Linked DNA regions of Bos taurus: region 1 is linked to region 2. The links are chromatin contacts, called in public Hi-C maps. All regions are on one chromosome and are shown on one strand. The core of a region is the stretch at or near the end of the contact, and the rest is flanking DNA. Distances in the headings are between cores, read along the strand shown.

Evidence for each region. A called contact is a pair of places that touch in the nucleus more often than the background predicts.
Region 1: a Hi-C map of liver shows a contact between it and region 2, with 2.9 times the contacts expected there. The contact joins two enhancer-like sites. A contact is called at or near these places in 2 of 11 Hi-C or Micro-C datasets (blastocyst and liver).

What each region holds. Positions count from the first base shown.
Region 1 is chr20:58,454,013-58,460,818 of ARS-UCD2.0, reverse strand. The region is part of intron 8 of ANKH (ANKH inorganic pyrophosphate transport regulator); the gene reads right to left. Among named protein-coding and RNA genes, the nearest start is that of OTULIN, 69 kb to the left of the region's middle. Within about 2 kb of position 2,143, at least 7 of the 102 cell types and tissues checked have an H3K27ac peak or open chromatin away from gene starts, as enhancers often do. A contact at or near this core is called in liver, where this site is marked.
Region 2 is chr20:58,161,179-58,167,646 of ARS-UCD2.0, reverse strand. No RefSeq gene overlaps it. Among named protein-coding and RNA genes, the nearest start is that of ANKH, 140 kb to the left of the region's middle. Within about 2 kb of position 1,901, at least 4 of the 102 cell types and tissues checked have an H3K27ac peak or open chromatin away from gene starts, as enhancers often do. A contact at or near this core is called in liver, where this site is marked.

The DNA of each region.
Region 1 (6,806 bases), core at 894-3,393, 290 kb before region 2:
CCATCTCATCCTCTGCTGCCCCTTCTCTTTCACCTTCAATCTTTCCCAACATCAGGCTCTTTTCCAATGATGTCATTTAACCCTTATCCCAACCCCAGGATCGTGGCATTGTGGAGTGGGGCCAGGAGTTCGACCCTGGCCGTGGGGACTCAGAAGGCTTGCTCCCCCATGTTTCTGGGGTGTCTGAAGGCGCTCACCTGGCCAGTGGCACCCAGTACCCACAGACTGAGAGGAGCACCAAATGAGAAAGTCTTAGCTTCAGCACCTTGGGTGCTTTTCGTCCCTACCCCACCCCGTCCCCATCCACAAAAAGCCCTTCTCTTCTCCTGGATAATCTGAACAATGAGAAAGCAGTCTCGGGGTGCGGGGGTGGGGCGGCCAGCAGAAACAAAGCCGCAAACAGGCCGTCCTTGTTGGCGACAGACAGGACCAGCATGGTACCACGACTGGAATAAGGCTCATAGTGTTCACCACCCCGGCGGCCGAGGGACAGCTCGTGGGTCCAGTGCAGCCACAGGAGTGAGCCTGGGTCACACTCAAGAACTGACCTTTTTTTTGGTGTTTGAAGATTTTTTGATGTGGCTCATTTTTGAAGCCTTCATTGAATTTGCTATAATATTGCTTCTCTTCAGGTTTTGCTTTTTGGCCCTGAAACATGTGGAATCTTCGCTTCCTGACCAGGGATCTAACTGGTATCCCCTGCATTGGAAGGCGAAGTCTTAGCCACTGAACCACCAAGGAAGTCCTGAACTGATCTTTTAACTCTGAGCACAGGAGGTCGTCCTATGGGATGGTGGCTTTTGCCCTTCCTTGGCTCAGATTTCGCACCTTTCCAGCACCTATGAGAAGGACTCAGGGCTGAATGCTTGGCTGAAATGCAGCTCTGACTAGAGGGATGCAGCTAAGAGAAGGGGATTCTTGCTGTGCTTGTTGGATGCTGACACGTGTGGGTGCAGACACATCCTGTCCTGTGAAGCAGCAGCAGAGAAGCAACGTGCAGACCAGAGCACGTGGGACTGTCCATTGTACTTGTTGTTGTTCAGTCGCTTGGTCGTGTCTGACTCTTTGCGACCCCATGGACTTCTGCACGCCAGGCTTCCCTGTCCTTCACCATCTCCTGGAACCTGCTCAAACTCATGTCCATTGAGTTGGTGATGCCATCCAACCGTCTCGTCCTCTGTTGTCCCCTTCCCCTCCTGCCTTCAATCTTTCCCAGCATCAGGGTCTTTTCCAGTGAGTCGGCTCTTTGCATCATGTGGCCGAAGTATTGGAGCTTCAGTTTCAATACAATATGGACAGGGAAATAGTGGGGCTCATCTCGAACTGCAAGATGCAAAACTGCTCCTTTTTTAAAAACTCTTTTACACTGGAGTAGAGCTGCTTTATACTGTTGTGTTAGTTTCTGCTGTACAGCAAAGTGAATCAGCTCTATAATCCCCTTTTTGGATTTTCCTTCCCATTTAGGTCACCATGGAGCACTGAGTAGAAAAACTGATCCTTACGTGATGAAAAAGTCCCCTAGCTGGGGGAAACTGAGGCTGTGACAGGCAGGGCTGGATGAGCCTCCAGGCCTGTGACCGGTAGGCCGGGCATTTTCTGGTGTTTTCCACTGGCAGCCGACCTTAGCTCAGCTGTGCAGGCCTCGCAGGGAGCAGGTGGCCGGAGCTGGCCTGGCGGGATTAGAGGCACTATAAATACTACCACCGTCAGTGAGCTCGCTGCCTTTCAAAGGCAGTAGCCACGTGGGAGGTGGGGCAGAGGGGACACGGCAGAGTGGAGCCGTCTGCATCTGTGGGATTTGTGCTTCCTGAGGACTCACCTGTGTGAACAGCAGAAGCAGCATTTCAAGATTAGCTGAACCTCCCCACAAGGGACTAGCTCAGTGTGTCCCAGAGGAAGATGCTGATGCAGTGGATTTTTTTGACTGCTTCCTTCTCTGATGGAAAGCTTTTTTGCTTTCTTTCCCTCAGGGAGGGTCCCTCTGGGGCCCTGAAGTTCTGAAGCTTTAGGACACAAATGTTTTAAAGGTCAAACCTCAGCCCTTTAAATTCTACGGTGGCCACCATCCTCTGGACGACATGTGATTTCCATGCTGGCCTTGGCAAGATGAGACAGGTACCTAATGGTGTTGCAATTCCAAGCTCGATTTCTACAGAGCACATGCTCACCTCCTCCCTCTCCAGCAACCTTCCAGCTAACCCCTCCCCGACAAGGCTGAGCTTGGGAGGCCGGGGATCGTGGCCATCAGGGAGGGGACGGCCACTCATGTGGGAGTGATCACGTCCTGTTAAGTTCACAATAACCAGGGAAATTGAAAAAAATGAAATAAAGAGATTTCAAAATTTGTGAGAAACAGGCAAGGAAGATCAAATAAAACCAAATTTTCTGAAAGGAGCTGGAATGCTCTCGAAAGAGAAATTCCTGCCCACCCGCCACAACTAGAAAGGAGAATGGGTGGTCCCCAGGCTGCTTTTGGTGGGGAGGGAACGTGCCAGGCGAGGAGGAGGTATCTGCCATCTCCCTGCCTTCGTCTGCCAGCTCGCAGGCTCTCTCTTCCCCAGTTCCTGGGAGGTGAGCCCAGATGAAGTCTACGAACTACCACCTCCAAGGGCATGCAATCTCATGGACGAATAAAGTCAGGAGGGTGAAGCCCAGATGGGTGCAAGTGCTGAGATCCAGAAAAGAGCTTTAAACAAATATGTTCAAGGTACGAAAAAGAATGGGAAAGAACCACTAGGGTCCAAGGATACACTCCAAGCCCCCTTGCTCTGAGTTTGCCGTTTCCATGAAGGAGGGTCACCTTAAAACAGGTGAGCAAACATGGTTAAAAGAGATTTGAAGACTAAAAGTAATGAGAGGCAGCGAAGAATTTTGTCTGTGCAAGTCCCAGATTGCTAACAGCATCTGTACTGAAAACGCTCGTAGACGTGGCAGAAAAAGTGATTGCAGAGATTCTAGGAGCTCAAGGTGGGCAAATCCCCTGAAGATGGATTTGAGAAGGGGCCAGCCCCTGACCACCATGGGAATATGGACAACTGGGTCTTACCAGCTCTTGTGTTTTCCCTTCTAACAGTGCTACGCGGCTAAATGAAAAAGCCCACGTAGCCTTAGGCTGCATTGATGAGAATTATAAAGTCAAAACCAGACCAATTTACTCCATTAGCTCAGGTCAGACCTGATTTCGAGTTTGTGCTCCATGTTCTCAGAGGAGAACCAACAGGCACAATTCAAAGAGCAGAACCAAAACACCTCAGGATCTGGAAGTCAGGCTGTTAAAAGGGATCGAAATGGGCTTTGGCTATTTGAAAGGCTGCCACGTGGAAGGTGGATTAGATGGACTCTGTGGCAAAGGGTCGGCTTCCCCAGTGGCTCAGCAGGTAAAGAATCTGCCTGCAAGGCAGGAGCCATAAGAGACGCAGGTTCGACCCCTGAGCTGGCAAGCTCCCCTGGAGAAGGAAATGGCAACCCACTCCAGTATCCTTGCCTGGAGAATCCCATGGACAGAGGAGCCTGGTGGGCTACAGTCCACGGGGTTGCACAGAGTTGGACACAACTGAGTGACTGAGCATGCAGGCACGTGGCAAAGGACAGAGAGACGAGGATGACGCCCCATCAGCCCTTTATCTGGGGGGCGTTACGTCACCACCTCCTCCCTGCCTCCCAGGTAGCCGAGTTCTAATTACTTCTACAGTTTTGATTCTACAGGGACCTACTGGTTTCCGCAGCTATCAGTTTGTTATTATGACAGTGCGCTTTATACGTGTATTCGGTCAAAAAATAATTACTGGGCACCTGTCCCATGCCAGGCGCTACAGGCATATATTGGATTAATAAGTTTGTTCAGGGTTTTCCATCCAACATTATGGAAAAACCTGACCGAACTTTTTGGCTAACTCGACCCAACGGCGAACACGGCAGAGGTGTTGCCAGCCTCACGGAGTCCCCGTGACTCCAGAGCGCGGTGTCATGATGGGGAGTTTGGGGACAGCAGCGGCCACAGGGTGCGGGAAGCCGGCTGACCACATCCAGTCCCGGTCCCAGGTGCTGGACGAGGAGGTGGAAAGGGTTTCAGACTAAAGGGATGACGCGGGCAGAAGCTTGGGCGAGAGAACACACGAAGCGACCCTTCAGTCCCAAGAGCTCTGTGCGGCTGGAGTGGGGAGCAGGACACTGAGATGGGCCTGGCACTGTGTTTCAGGCCCAGGTTTACATTGGTACCAGGGATCCAGTGGAGGGGCCGTATGCCGTCCGCTCCATGAGGACTGGTTTGGACGCGATGTGCGTGGACCCCCGCCCCGGGAGCTGTGGTCCCAGAGGAGGGGGAGCTATATGAGTAGAAACAGGGATGCGCTTAGTTGCTCAGTCATGTCCGACTCTTTGCGACCCCACAGACCGTAGCCTACCAGGCTCCTCTGTCTATGGGGATTCTCCAGGCAAGAACACTGGAGTGGGTTGCCATGCCCTCCTTCAGGGGATCTTCTCAACCCAGGGATTGAACCCAGGTCTCCCTCATTGCAGGCAGATTCTTTACCAGCTGAGCCACCAGGGAAGCCCAAGAATGCTGGAGTGGGTAGCCTATCCCTTCTCCAGGGGATCTTCCAACCAGGGTCTCCTGCATCACAGGTGGATTCTTTACCAGCTGGGCTATCAGGGAAGCCCAGAAAGAGGGATATGAGGTCGCGAATGGAGAAGAGGGAGGTCCCATGGGTGTTTAGGAAGCCAAGACAGGGCTCTGCACCCGAGTGGACCTCAGGGTGAGGAAGACGGCCAAGCTAGGGAGGAGCCCAGGCTTCCGGTTCTGCCAACTCCAGGCAGAAGTCCATGCTGGTTACTGAAACAGGGTAATGGAGAGGAGAAAGAGTGCCAGCCATAAGCACCCTCTGGGACAGGATGGGCTGGCGCCCGAGGGAATAATAGCACATCTCCACAAAGGAGGCAGTTAGTGTTTGGGTGAGAAGCTCGGGAGACAGATGCGAGGCAAAGATGCTGCTTCAGGAAATCAGCCAGATGGGCAACCAGAGTCACATTCTACAGAAGGAAGGCTGAGGAGGGAGGTCACTCGGACAGAAGGAGGTGCCCACCTGCAGTGAGGAAGAGGGATGTTCCAGCCAGAAGCCTGTGAAGGGATACTCGAAAAGAAAGTGAAAGTGAAGTCGCTCAGTCTGTCTGACTCTTTGCGACCCCGTGGATTGTAGCCCATGGAATTTTCCAGGCAAGAGAACTGGAGTGGGTGGCCATTTCCTTCTCCAGAGGATCTTCCTGACCCAGGGATAAAACCCGGGTCTCCCGCATTGCAGGCAGAGGCTTTACCTCTGAGCCACCAGGGAAGATACTCAGAAAGGAAGACAGCAAAGCAGCTGAGCTGAGAGCCACCGAAGCCACAGGAGATGAGCCTAGGTTGTGGACGATGGCCGCCCCAGACACGGGGACGTGAGAAGAGGACAGTGTCCATGGGAGCTGCGGCCTGAGCGCACGGGGACTGGGGCCAGCTCTCTAGGGGGACAGTGGCAAACGGGGGCAGGAATGCAGCAGAGGGACGATCTTGGAAGGAACAGGTGTCCCTCGCTCCAGAAGGAGGAGGCAGGTGGGCTTCGGTGGGGACTGCAGATGGCCCAGGTGGGGAGCACAGATGGGGGCCTGCAGCAGTGGGAAGCGTGGGCGAGAGGTGCTTTTGCATAATTCTCTTGAGGAGCTTGGATGCCACGGAGTGGAGAAATGTAGGAGTCTGCTGGATAAAGGTTTTCATGTTTTCTTTAAGTTTTTTCCAAAAGTTGGGAGCCTTGAGCATATTTAAACACTGATACGAAGGAGCGATTTGGGAGAGGTTGACATCGGAGAGAGGGAGACACTGAGACAGAGTCCCTGACCAGAAAGAATGGATGAGATTGTGCAGGTGGGCACACACGGAGGTGCCACTCAGATGGGGGGTGGGGGAGTGTGGTTCACGCCTCCACGGCTGCAAACACACAGGGGCCCTGGGCCTCGGGGCATGCTGATTACTCTAAGTGTGACCCCTCAATCCAAAGTGGCATCTCCCTCCTCTTTGCCTTTACTTCATTTTTTCTCCCAAGCAGCTGTGACTACTGTGGAAGGCTGCGTACATGCAAGCGTGCTCAGTCACTTCAGTTGCATTTGACTCTTTGCAACCCTGGTGGACTGTAGCCCACCAGGCCTCTCTGTCCATGGGATTCTCCAGGCAAGAATTCTGGAGTGGGTTTGCCGTGCCCTCCTCCAGGGGATCTTCCTGACCCAGGAATCCAACCCACGTCTCTTATGTCTCCTGCACTGCCAGCAGATTCTTTACCACTGAGCCACCAGGGAAGCCCAGAAGGCTGCGGAATGGGCCCTCAAAGAGATGCTCCCACCCTCATCCCCAGCACAAGGGTTCATTACTGTATATGGTAACAGAGATGATGAAATTATGGAGCTAAGAGTGCCTGGGCAGGTCCTAAATACTGTCACAAGTGTCCTGATGATAGAAAGAGGGGCACGTAGAGGAGGAGATGATAAGAAGACCAGAGATGAGAGTGACTTGGCCAAGGAATGCCAGCCGCCACCAGGAGCTGCAAGGGCAAGGCCTGGATTCTTTTCTAAACCCATTGGAGGAAGTCTGCCCCGCTAGCGCCTCAAATTCAGCCCAGTGAACTGAATTTCGACTTCCGGCCTCCAGAACTAGGAGGGAATAAATTTCTGTTGTTTTAAGCCATCAGGTTTGTGGTCATTTGTTACAGGAGCCACAGGAAACTAACACACTATCCAACACCACCGAATGTGTCAATTGCCTGTCTTCTCCCAGAGATTATAAA
Region 2 (6,468 bases), core at 652-3,151:
TGCAGTCTATGGGATCACAAAGAGTTGGACACGACGAGCGACTAACAGAGAGGTGGCAAAGGGTGCAAGTGTGACTGCGAAGACACAGCAACCTTGTTCATTCACGTCTCTGTGGCATTTTTGATCAAAGTTTTTAACTTGAATAAAGATGAAAATATTACTCATGTTTTCTCTTGCTTACTTGAAATAGTCCATAAATTGGAAGAAACCTGGAAAATTTCAGTGTGCACAATGGCGTAAAGCTTGCATAGTCCAGAGCAGACTGTGCTATGGAGTCTCAGTTCATCCAAGGTCCAGGGACAGCCACACAGTTCACCTAGTTTCCAGGCATTTCTAAAATGTTCAGAGTCTCCCTTAGCCTGATTCGGTAGGTATATGATATGTACACACGTGTGCACTTACGTACACACACACACGACAAAATTTTATACTCAGTATGTGTAACTTGGAGTTTTTAAAAGCTTTGTTTGTTTTCTTTTTACTGGCATATAACTGCTTCACAATGTTGTGTTAGTTTCTGCTGTACAACAAAGTGAATCGGCTATATGTATACACCCATCCCCTCCCTCTTGAGCCTCCCTCCCACCCCACCCGTCTAGGTCTTTACAGAGCACCGAGAGGAGCGCCTTGCACTCTATAGCAGCTCCCTCTAGCTACCTATTTTGCACATGTTAGTGTATATACATCAATCCTAACCGCCCAGTTTGTCCCACCCTCCCCCTCCCCTACTGTATCCACATGTTTGTGGAATTTTATCGAAACCATTCTTTCAAAACAGAGATCTTAAACTAAAGTATTTTTAAACCTCACCCCTTTCCTCTTGCTCTGAGTAATGATCAGATAAATTTTTGTTTTGAACTCACAAGGATGCTGTCTTTTGGGAAAACAAAGTCAAGAGAATGAAATCAGGATAGTAATGCTATTTTTCCCTTTATAAATGGAGAGAAAAGACATACGAATTAAAAAAAAAAAAAGACAACATACAGTTAGTGTTGGTTGGTAGTATATGCCTCCCCTTGCCTCATTTAAAAAGTTTCTCTAGAAGTTGGGAACATCCAGGGCCTCTTTGGACTGTGAGAAATTGTGTAACACAAAATGGACACTACAGACAGGCAGACACCCCTGGGTGAGTCTGGGACTCGCTAGTTCTCCCTGAGATGTATCTAACCTCTCTGAGTCTCAATTTCCGCAAAATGGGAACAGTAATCCATCTCCCAGAGATATAACATTAAATGGGATAAAGTATGTGAAAGCGCTTAGAACAGTAAACAGCATGAACAAAGGAGAACGCGACATAAAAAACGCATCACAGATTCTTTACAATACTGAGTTTTGCTATCAAGTAAAATAAGGTCCTCCAGAACCAAATTAGAAAGACTTTTGCCTTGGGAATCATTTTCAGCAATGATACATTAGTATACAGTCTAAATCCCAAAGCAAATTCTATAAGCCAAACTGTCAAGCCCTCTGTCTCTTGCGGGCAAAGCAGTCATAAGTTTGTTCTTTGTACTGTGCCTCTGATTCTTCTCTCTTCCTTCCAAAATTGCCTTGAAGCTATTGCCAAAGTTGTGAATCATTAATAAAATCCAGGGTGAACCCTTCTGTAAGAGTAAATCTCCTCTTCCCGTAAATGTTATTGCTAAAAGGACTATTTAGAAATTTCTTTTGCCTGTTCATTTGCAACAATCTTAATCAATTGTTTGAGATTATCTTCCTGTCAAAACTGGTCTCCTGTCTTGACTGTTTTTATTATTCTGGGTGGACTTTGGACTAAACTTTCCTTTAACTAAAAATTTTCTTTGAGTATGATCTTCAGTCAATGTGGGACAGGACTCTAGGGTATCAGCCTGATCTGATGTAATGGATCTCTCCCCAACAGCCTCCATTCTTGGAACTCATGAGAATTCCAGCACGTGAGGGATGAGATTGGAAATCACCCTTCTCAGCAACCACCAACCTCAGACTCCATAGCTCAGGACTCTTTCAATCCAAAGTTACAGGAGACCAACATAAATTCATTTAAGCAGCAAAGATAATTTATTGGTTTGATAGATATAAGAGTCTATAGTAGACATCCTCTTGGAATATCTCAAAATATACTCTCAGGATTTTCTCTGGGGCTTCGCAATTTGTTTTAGGAGAGTCATACAGAGTATACTTTTCAGAATTTGTCTTCATTAGGATGCTTCAAGGTTCAGTCTCCAGGAGAGCTGTGAACCTCCTGTTGGGTCCCTTCTAGCTTTGTACCTGAACAGTTCATCTCCCAGAAATCCCGTGAACACTGATCACTGTCTGGGGGGGGGGAGGGATCTTTAGATTTTGAATGTCCTAGGTAAGGCTGGCTACATAATCTGCTGGGCTCAGTGCTAAGTGAAAATGCAGAATCTCCTTTTCAAAAAATAGGAGAAAGCACCATTGTAGTATTAATACTAAAATATAAACCTCTTCCTCTTCTGTGGTTTCTCTCCACTTTTCATGGTGTTTAAAATTTTCTATTTAATGTCATGCTCTGTTGAGCGTGGGGATACTGACTAGGAGAGACTGGGCCTTCAAAGGTGCCGACGTCCCTCGTACATTCTGTAAGGCAAGTGGGAAATGAAATACATTTATCAACCATTTTGACATTACCTTTTACTGACATTCCACTTTGTTTTCCGGCAGAGGTTTTCTGTGTGTTTTCTCAACCATATTGCTGAGTCATTTGATATATAGTTTCAAAGTCACACCAGTAGGTTCTCAAAAACGTCATGTCTTGTTTCCTTAGATTCTCTTTTGATCTTATTTGACCTGGCCTATTGAAGAGTGTTTTTATCATTGTTTAATTAAAAAACTTCTTACTCATTATTCTTGGTCAGGGCTTTGGAGATGAAGGACAGGAGAGAGGAATTATTTCTGTGTTTTGGGCCAGTATTGCCATTTCTCAGCAACACTGAGTTCCAGACAAATGATGTGATGATCTACTAGCTTTCCCATTTTCGAGGCCAGTACCTTGTATTAAATGTCTTGCTATATCTAAATTTTGAGATTTCAAGCACTGAGTTGAGTGTTTGTAGGTCTGCTGTGAGTTTCCAATCTCTGAAGAAAACAACAGCAACAAAAAAAGCAAAAACATCAAAGCACCTTTTCCATACTCACTTGAAGGACAGTGTAATAATTTGAGCATTTTTCTTTATGAGTGGACTCAAACCCAGGCCTACAGAGTGGAGTTGAAGGGATGAGACAAGTTAGATCTCTGTCTACTATTTGCCTGGTGTCAGGATGACTCAGATGGCTCGTAGTCTTAAAATCGGTAACTAAAGAGAACCTTCTGTAGAGCTCAGGGAACCCTACTCAGTGCTCCGTGTTGACCTAAATGGGAAGGAAACTCAGAAAAGAGGGGATACATGTATAAATACGGATGATTCACTTTGTTGTACAGAAACATCACAACACTGTAAAACAACTATACTCCAATAAAAAATAAAAATAGCTCGTTTTTAATTAATTAATTTATTTTAATTGGAGGCTAATTACTTTACAAACTGTGGTGGTTTTTGCCATACATCGACATGAATTAGCCACAGGTGTACATGTGTCCCCCACCCCAAACCCCTCTCCTGCCTCCCTCCCCATCCCATCCCTCTGGGATGTTCCAGTGTGTCAGCTTTGAGCGGCCTGTTTCATGCTGCTCAACTTGGATTGGTGATCTGTTTCACATATGGTAATTACTTGTTTCAATGCTATTCTCTCAAATCACCCCACTCTTGCATTCTCCAACAGAGTCCAAAAGTCTATTCTTTATATCTATGTCTCTTTTGCTGTCTCGCATATAGGATCATCATTACCATCTTTCTAAATTCCATATATATGCATTCATATACTGTATTGGTGTTTTTCTTTCTGACTTACTTCACTCTGTATAATAGGCTCCAGTTTCATCCACCTTGTTAGAACTGATTCAAATGTATTCTTTTTAATGGCTGAGTAATACTCCATTGTGTATATGTACCACAGCTTTCTTATCCATTCATCTGCTGATGGACATCTAGGTTGCTTCCATGTCCTGGCTATTGTAAACAGTGCTGCAGTGTACATTGTCTCTTTCAATTCTGGTTTCCTTTGTGTATATGCCCAGCTGTGGGCTTGCTGTGTTGTATGGTAGTTCTATTTTCAGTTTTTTAAAGGATCTCCACACAGTTCTCCATAGTGGCTGTACTAGTTTGCATTCCCACCAACAGTGTAAGAGGGTTCCCTTTACTCCACACCCTCTCCAGCATTTATTGTTTGTAGACTTTTTGATAGCAGCCATTTTGACCAGCATGAGGTGGTACCTCATTGTTGATTTGATTTGCATTTCTCTGATAGTGAGTGAAGTAAAAATAGCTCATATTTTTGCCCAAAAAGAATTCCACTCCGTTTTGAGCCTAGACTTCTACTATTCAGTTCACAATTGCATGCATATGTTTATATCTCTGAAAGTTCCTCATGTACCGATAAATCCTCTTGCAAAAGGACAGTTTTAACCTACTTTTGTCCTAAGCTCTCATATAATCTCATGCTGAAGACGGATTTTTAAAAAAATAGATTTTATAAGGCCTTTGTGGAAAAATTGCATGTACATTTCATCACCTAACCCTCTTATAATCACATATTTTAACCTAATGTTTACATATTAATTTAATTTATTGGATAGCAGACAAGGTAATCTGTACTTTGAATTTTTAACCTATTAAAAACTAGGTCCATCTAGTCAAGCCTATGGTTTTTCCAGTGGTCATGTATGGATGTGAGAGTTGGACTATAAAGAAAGCTGAGCACAGAAGAATTGATGCTTTTGAACTGTGGTGTTGGAGAAGACTCTTGAGAGTCCCTTGGACTGCAAGGAGATCCAGCCAGTCCATCCTAAAGGAGATCAGTCTTGCGTGTTCATTGGAAGGACTGATGTTGAAGCTGAAACTCTAATACTTTGGCCACCTCATGTGAAGAGCTGACTCATTTGAAAAGACCCTGATGCTGGGAAAGATTGAGGGCAAGAGGAGAAGGGGATGACAGAGGATGAGATGGTTGGATGGCATCACCAACTAGATGGACATGGGTTTGTGTAAACTCAGGGAATTGGTGATGGACAGGGAGGCCTGGTGTGCTGCGGTTCATGGGGTTGCAAAGAGTCGGACGTGACTGAGTGACTGAACTGAACCTATTAAAACTTATCTATTTCTTTTAGATAAAGATTTGCAATGAACACTTGTTACTTTCATTAAAGAATAATCCTTGATCTCTTGCTTTCCATGTATACTCTTCATTCTGAAAGTAGAGCCGTTCAGAAAACACTGATGATTAACAGTGGTGATATCACTACATTGAGTGTAACAGATTGTATGAATCATGTGAGGAGAGCCCTGGGGGAAAAAGTTTGGATCCCTGAGATGCAGTTAGAATTATACTCTCAATCAAGATCTTTTAATAGTTTCTTTTCCTGTAAAATAGAAAAATTAACAGCAATATCGTCTTCCAACATTGGACCAGGCTATCAAATGGACACATAACAGAAAGATAAACATGAGTTTTATTTTTTAAAAAGGGATAGCACCAGAGAAATCTTCAGATGAATTATGGAATGTGCTCAGTGGCTTTTCTTAAAAAAAAAATCTTGAAAAATATATCCATTACCTGTACTATTGCTTTATTTTCTAGACTGCTAGGTATAAAACTGTGGGAAAAAGCCTGGTGAATGTGAAGATGCAGAGGAGGGTCAATTTAGTGGAGTGAGGCTCTGATGCGTCTTCTGCCATGCACCATCCCTCTGGTTTAGAGGTGAGCTTCATCAAGTCTGAAGCAAAACCTAAAAACAGAAGAAGAATATCAGGGAATTCAGGGACCAGGACACCATTCTAGGCAATGAAAAAAAAAAAAAAAGCAGATCTTCTGGGTGGAAGTAATTTCCAGGCAGCAGGCAAAAGTTCTTTGGCAGCTGTCCTCACAACTGGATTTTAGTTTTACTTATGAGTTTTTGGATCACAGATATTTTCAACAGTAGATCCAGTTGGGAATAAGTTAATAAACTATTAGTATGCAAAGAGGTCTTCCCAGGTGGTGCTAGTGGTAAGGAACCTGCCTACAAAATGGGAGATATATAAGAGAAGCAGGTATGGTCCCTGGGTTGGGAAGATGCCCTGGAGAAGGAAATGGGAACCCCCTCCAGTATTCTTGCCTGAAAAATCCCATGGATTGAGGCACCTGGTGGGCTGCAGTCCATAGGATAGCAAAGAGTTGGACACAATGGAAGCAATTTCGCACAGCACGTGAAAAGAGGTCAGCCCTTGAAGTTCAGGTGAGTGATTAGCATCTTCTTAGGTCAGCTCTGGTCTCTCTAAAGAGGAGTTTCAGATGCCACCCAGGACACCCAGCTTCTTAGCCCTTCTGTCCAGACTTGCAAAACCCAAGGAAATGCTTCTCAACTCAGAGATGACTGCAGCTCAGGATGCTGTT